Linked DNA regions of Drosophila melanogaster: region 1 is linked to region 2. The links are chromatin contacts, called in public Hi-C maps. All regions are on one chromosome and are shown on one strand. Each heading gives the region's core, a stretch centred on a gene start, on an enhancer-like site or on the middle of the called end of the contact. The rest is flanking DNA. Distances are from core to core; before and after follow the strand shown.

Region 1 (2,945 bases), core at 366-2,865, 300 kb before region 2:
CATCCTGCACGTCGACAAGGACGGCACCAAGTGAGTTGTACTATGCTCTAGATTCTCACCAACTTCATGGCGAATCATTCTATTTTGCAGCACGAAAGGTCGTCGGTTTTTGGCTGGCTCCCTGGCGGGAATCACCTCACAGTCGCTGACGTATCCTCTGGACCTGGCACGCGCCCGCATGGCCGTCACGGATCGGTATACTGGCTATCGGACGCTGCGACAAGTCTTCACCAAGATCTGGGTGGAGGAGGGTCCGCGGACGCTGTTCCGCGGCTACTGGGCGACCGTTCTCGGCGTGATTCCCTATGCGGGCACCTCCTTCTTCACCTACGAGACTCTTAAGCGGGAATACTATGGTAGGAATACTACCTATATCCTAATATAAAATTCTATAGACTTAGGGGAGATGTTCATTTAAAAATTCTTGTATATTGTATATGTCCATAGAATTCGGTTTTAAGCCCCAAGTTTATTGTGGAATTATACAGATAATTTCAATTTAAACCGGCATTCTGGGTCATTGTCATTATTTTGATTATGCTAGTAGAAGTTACCTATATTCTAATTAAGTGCTCACTGAATTTGCCAACTAAATGACTTGTTTGCTTGCAGAAGTGGTCGGCAACAATAAACCCAATACTCTAGTCTCGCTGGCCTTCGGTGCTGCGGCTGGTGCCGCCGGGCAAACGGCCAGCTATCCATTGGACATTGTGCGGCGAAGAATGCAGACAATGCGGGTGAACACGGCTGGCGGAGATCGGTACCCAACCATCCTGGAGACTCTCGTCAAGATCTATCGGTGCGTGCAAATCTTTGTCAACGATTTTATTCATATTTTAATTGCGATTTTAATTACGATTTCCAAACAGTGAGGAGGGCGTCAAGAACGGTTTCTACAAGGGACTTAGCATGAACTGGATCAAGGGACCCATCGCCGTGGGCATCAGCTTCTCCACCTACGATCTGATCAAGGCGTGGCTCACGGAGCTGGCCAACTTGAGACGGGTTGAGAAATAGCCCAGCTCCCTGCCCCTGCCACTCGTCACCCATAAACACCACACCAAAAACGCACTGCTTTGATCTTAAGTCTCGCGATCGATGGATGAGCTGAGGAAATAGAAGTGAAGCACCGACATGCTCTAATTGTTAGATATTTTTTAGCTGTTAGTTGTGAGGGAGAGAAGCGATGAAGTGAAGACACCCGAAAGCGCTTAACTTTGTTATTAACCGTAATTGATTTATTATCGCCGTAAGCCGAAAGTATATCAGCCAATAAACTGTCTGAATAATGACTCGCCTGGCACATACTGCTCCCCAGGACCTCGTATTCAATGGTGTTGCTTTGACAATAACACTCCTAGATTAATGATTACGATTTACCCGAACATTTTGTATATTGTGTATTGCCAACTCAATGTCAAGGCGCTGCGACTGTTAAAATAGTCATGAATTTGAGGGTGTTCACACCAGCATATACTATGTAATTCTTGTATGTTAGTGTGTTTTTATTATTAAAATTTACAAAATTGTTTAACTGATCGATTATCTCAATCGTTTTTAAAACGCGCGCCATCGGTTGTGACAGGTGGCACCTCCGGCGATTACGCGATAACATCTTTTGCGGGGGTGCTGTATATCGAAATATGCTGGTAGTCGCGTTCGCAAAAATTCGAGTGCTCGCAAAACGAAAACAACGTAAATTTAGTGCGTTTTAAAAGTGATAATTAAGACTATTTGCCCTGGAATTAGGTGGCCCAACAGCCGTGAGCTGCAGGCGGTGTTGTTTTAAGGATAAAAAGCGTTTTTCCCCCAACACCTGCCATAACCAAAAAGGCAATCTGAAAGGTGAGTGATTTGCTGTGCTGCGCCGATTGTGGAATGGATTAATTATTTAAGGCCTATTGATTAGACGGGGCACAGCCTTAAAAAAACCCCTCTCCGAGCACCAACCCTCTTCATTTAAAGAGGGTCGGGGGTGGCATTCTCATGCTCGCTTGTTGCTGCGCACAACAGGTGAAAATTCAGAAGTCGCGTATGTTTATATGCAGAATACACAAGAGTTGGCAAAAGACCATTAATTGTGCTTCTCTGCGTCTGGGGTAACCTTGACTTTCGGTGGACAAATCAATCAAATGCAATTAATTACACCGCCAGCGGTGCATATGTGTGGGTGGCAGCTCGTGTGTGTACAGACAACATGCGCACTCATATCTGCGGCGCCACAATGATGCGAAAATGGGTGTAAACCCCCTTTGATAAATGTTTGTTTATCGCAATTAGCTTCGCAAATTGTTTATTCTTTAGCAGCCGACAGTGCTGTTAACTTAACAGGGGTGCGAGGGTTGCACTTCGGGTTATCAGAGTTTTCCACCATCAAATTCATTTTACTTCTAAATAATAACTTCAATCAACTTATTTTTCTTTAATTAACTCACAAAGTTTAGTGGAATATTAGCACGATAGAGATATATATTTCGTAACTTGTTTAGTCTTAATGTTTCTTTTAGAACATCTTTACGAAAAATCCTAAATGCTATTTGTTTAATTATGTGCATTCCAAGTCAAAAATTTATAAGTAATAACAATTCAAAAATTTTGTTTTACCATAGTTATCGAGCTTTGGTCCCTGGTTGTTAACAATATTTTACTGCGCTGCTCTATAAAATTAAATCAACTTATTTTCTAATTAGAATTTCCTATCTTCCCGGTTTGGCAGAGATTTATCAGAATCGATACCCACTGTTAACAGCGATTGTTCACATGTGTTCATCGTCCGATAGTATCGCATGTGGATCGCTTTCGCTCCAACTCTAGAGACGCGGCAGTCGTTTTTTAGCCACTATAGGGAATTGTTCGAATGCGGAGCAATTTTCAAATGCGCAACCAGTTGAATTCTTTTGCAAGTGCACTTTGTTTTCAAGGATTCGTTTAACTGATAGGATTTC
Region 2 (2,830 bases), core at 286-2,785:
GCATACATACACACGCACATATTAATTCTAGGAGCTATTGTTACGACTTTTTTGTATTTTATGAACAATATGATGTGCAAATGTTTAAATGTTGAGGCTTAGGGTTTATTTAACAAATGAATAGAATTTCTTGAATACAAATTTTGTGGCCTGACCAGCTACAACAAATACACACGGTCACACTGAGACCCACCGCTCTCTTGCCAACTCTCTAATTCCCAGAGAGCGGGGGTGTGCTGGTATGTGTATGTGTGCAAGTTGTGGAAATGAATGAAGCTCTGCTTGCCAACAACGTAAAAGCAAGTGTAAGAGCAAGCCCGGAAGAGGGGGAACAAGAGAGAGAGAGAGAGAGACTGGGGAAGTGAGATGGCGAGAACGGAAGCGGGAAGGGAAATACAAAATTTTCCAATTGGCAAGCACATACAACATGGGGTAAAAGAATTTCGCTTACCGTTTTTCGCTTATTGACGTAGGCGTCCGTTTCTCTCTGTACGTATATGTTTACGTGTATGGGTGTTTATTGCTGTTTTTCTCTTTTATTTTATTTGCTCGGCTTGTTTTTGTTATGCAAAAGGCATAGACTTTTTCGGGTTTTACACGTTAAAAACACAAACACTTTAAAAATTATTTAACTGCTCGCTAAGCCGTTGGTTCTCGCTCTCCCGCGCTGCAAATGCACTGCAAACAAAATGTTGGATTATGGCTGGCTGGGCTTTACAACTTTTCCACGAGCAAAACAACGCACGACTGTGGAAAACGCGAACCGACGAACCGAAAACCGTGAAAAGTGTTCATTCATTGAGGAAAATTGAAATGAGCGCCTAGCATGTGACTCTCTCGCGATTGCTCTCTATGTCTCTCTATCTCTCTTGCCCACACTCGATTTGGGGGCCAGTGTTGCCAACTCAGAGCATAGAGCAGAGCCCAATGCCAATAAGCCGAATCGGGGAAAAGGAGTAAGCAAAGCAAAAAGCCCTGCCTCAGATACTCCAATTCTGATTCGAACTTATTAATTATTTAATTGGGATTCTCGGGCAGCAGTATTGTGGGCTGGCAACACTGCTCCTCTGCACAGACAGCGCGTCGACGTCAGCGTGTTAGTGTTTGTGTGCGTGCTGCGCTCGCTCTCTTTTCCTCATTCACACTCGCACCCTCTCTGTCGCACGCGCATTTTCGATTGATTGTTGTTGTTATTATTATCTTTATACGAGCTTAATCCAATATTTAGCCAGTATCTATGCAGCCCAGTTTGTTTTCCCAGCTCTCTGTTTCACTTGTTTTCACACCTACACTTGTGCGTGCGCTCGCGTTTGTGTGCGTAAGTGCCTTGTATTTGCAAACGAATTTAATTTGCGACACCTAAAAATCGAACAAATGTCGCCACAAACCGTTTTATTCACACAAAAGCCTGCAGGCGCTGCCCGATTTGGCTATTATTGGGGTTTTGTGCGCGGGGCACAAGAGCAATTCACAGGAGCTCCACCTTCCGACATCCGCGACACGTCCGTGCGATTCCGAGCATGAAGTGAGAATCTGCTGGAGACCATTTGCCCCATTTGAGAAAATACCCCCAAAGTGGGACCGTTGGCCGGATTGGGCAAAATCTTACAAGTTGCGTGGCAAAGGCGAATGATACGGTTACACTGGCGCCGCGAGCGGGTGCAACCAAATGTTGTAACTTTTCGGTGATAGAGCGATATATAAATAAATAAAAATTGTAATTGCTTCTTAACATTTACTTTTAGCATGGTTTGCGAATTTATACAAAGATTGTATGAACTGGCTTGTGTACAATCTATCGTTAAGTTAGTCAGTACACGAACCTCTACAGTTCTACACTTCAGTCTGGCAATGCCCAACGTTCTTAAAAATTATGAAATTGTGGTAGCACTGAAAAATATCTGCCACATTTATATTCATTTCTTGTAGAGTAAAGGGGTGTAATATTGCTATTATTGTTTTTAGGTTTTATTGTTTAAGTTAAGTTACTTATATAATATAGTACTGTGTGCAGGAACTTCGGCTGTGTAGGTTGTTTATGATAATCTTCTTTGAATGCATTATTTACATGTAGTAACTTAGTCCAATGTTGTTCAGTTGTTTGGATTATAATAAAAACTAGCATAGTATTATTTACAATTTATGTTACTTTCTTTTTTATTAATATTTCGATTTTATGGAATAGGACAGTTCCTAGGAAATGTGGCATTTATAAAAAGATCAAGGCATCTGTCGGTCTTAAAGATGGTCTGTTTGGTTTAAATGTTACATATGAGATTAGTTCTTAAGATTTGGAGAGATGTCCTTGATTTGATAAAAGGCGTGGAAGAAAGTGTTTTCGAAACTGTAAGGTATATATATTCCGTCTGTCTTGATTTTCCTTCCGTCGAGATTTAGGAAACTTTAAAATCAAAGCCAAGTAAATGTAGATGATTTATATAATCTTAAATAGGTAAGGTAACACTTAAAAACAAACGTGTATCAACAAAAGTTTTTACGAATACGTAATATGCATAATATGCATAGGCATATGCATCCCAGAAAATTTCACAACTATTAAAACATTTAATAAACCAAAATACATTGTTGAAGGCTGTTCAAAATAATCCCCAGAGTAAATAAAAGCTAATGATTGGCAAGCCAAATTTTAAGTGTGACAATAGTCATTTAATTTAAGTACCGCTCCATTTGAGCTTGAGCTTAAAAACTTCTCATTAAACTCAACTTTCTTGAGTGGATAATTTATGAATGCACTATCCTCAAATGAGACCGCTCATATGGAAGGAGCCGTAAAAAGTGCAAACATTCATCAAATTCGCGCCGGAACTTT

What was found. Hi-C and Micro-C count contacts between places; a contact is called where the count stands out from the background.
Region 1: a contact with region 2 is called in a Hi-C map of the Kc167 cell line, with 9 times the contacts expected there. The contact joins the promoter of Stat92E here to the promoter of cic in region 2. A contact is called at or near these places in 15 of 107 Hi-C or Micro-C datasets (the Clone 8 cell line, the D17-c3 cell line, the Kc167 cell line and 7 more) and 2 of 6 datasets of contacts at active chromatin or transcription factors (both in the Kc167 cell line).

Annotation. Positions count from the first base shown.
Region 1 is chr3R:20,550,981-20,553,925 of dm6, reverse strand. It overlaps Stat92E (Signal-transducer and activator of transcription protein at 92E), which reads left to right and starts at 1,615. Exons shown (of 8, transcript NM_001275828.1): 1 at 1,615-1,845. It overlaps DPCoAC (Dephosphocoenzyme A carrier), which reads left to right. Exons shown (of 6, transcript NM_001300499.1): 3 at 1-30; 4 at 91-356; 5 at 616-799; 6 at 870-1,541. The coding sequence ends at 1,017. It overlaps att-ORFB (alternative testis transcripts open reading frame B), which reads left to right. Exons shown (of 5, transcript NM_206523.3): 2 at 1-30; 3 at 91-356; 4 at 613-799; 5 at 870-1,291. The coding sequence ends at 342.
Region 2 is chr3R:20,251,475-20,254,304 of dm6, reverse strand. It overlaps cic (capicua), which reads right to left and starts at 1,535. Exons shown (of 18, transcript NM_001275826.1): 1 at 452-1,535.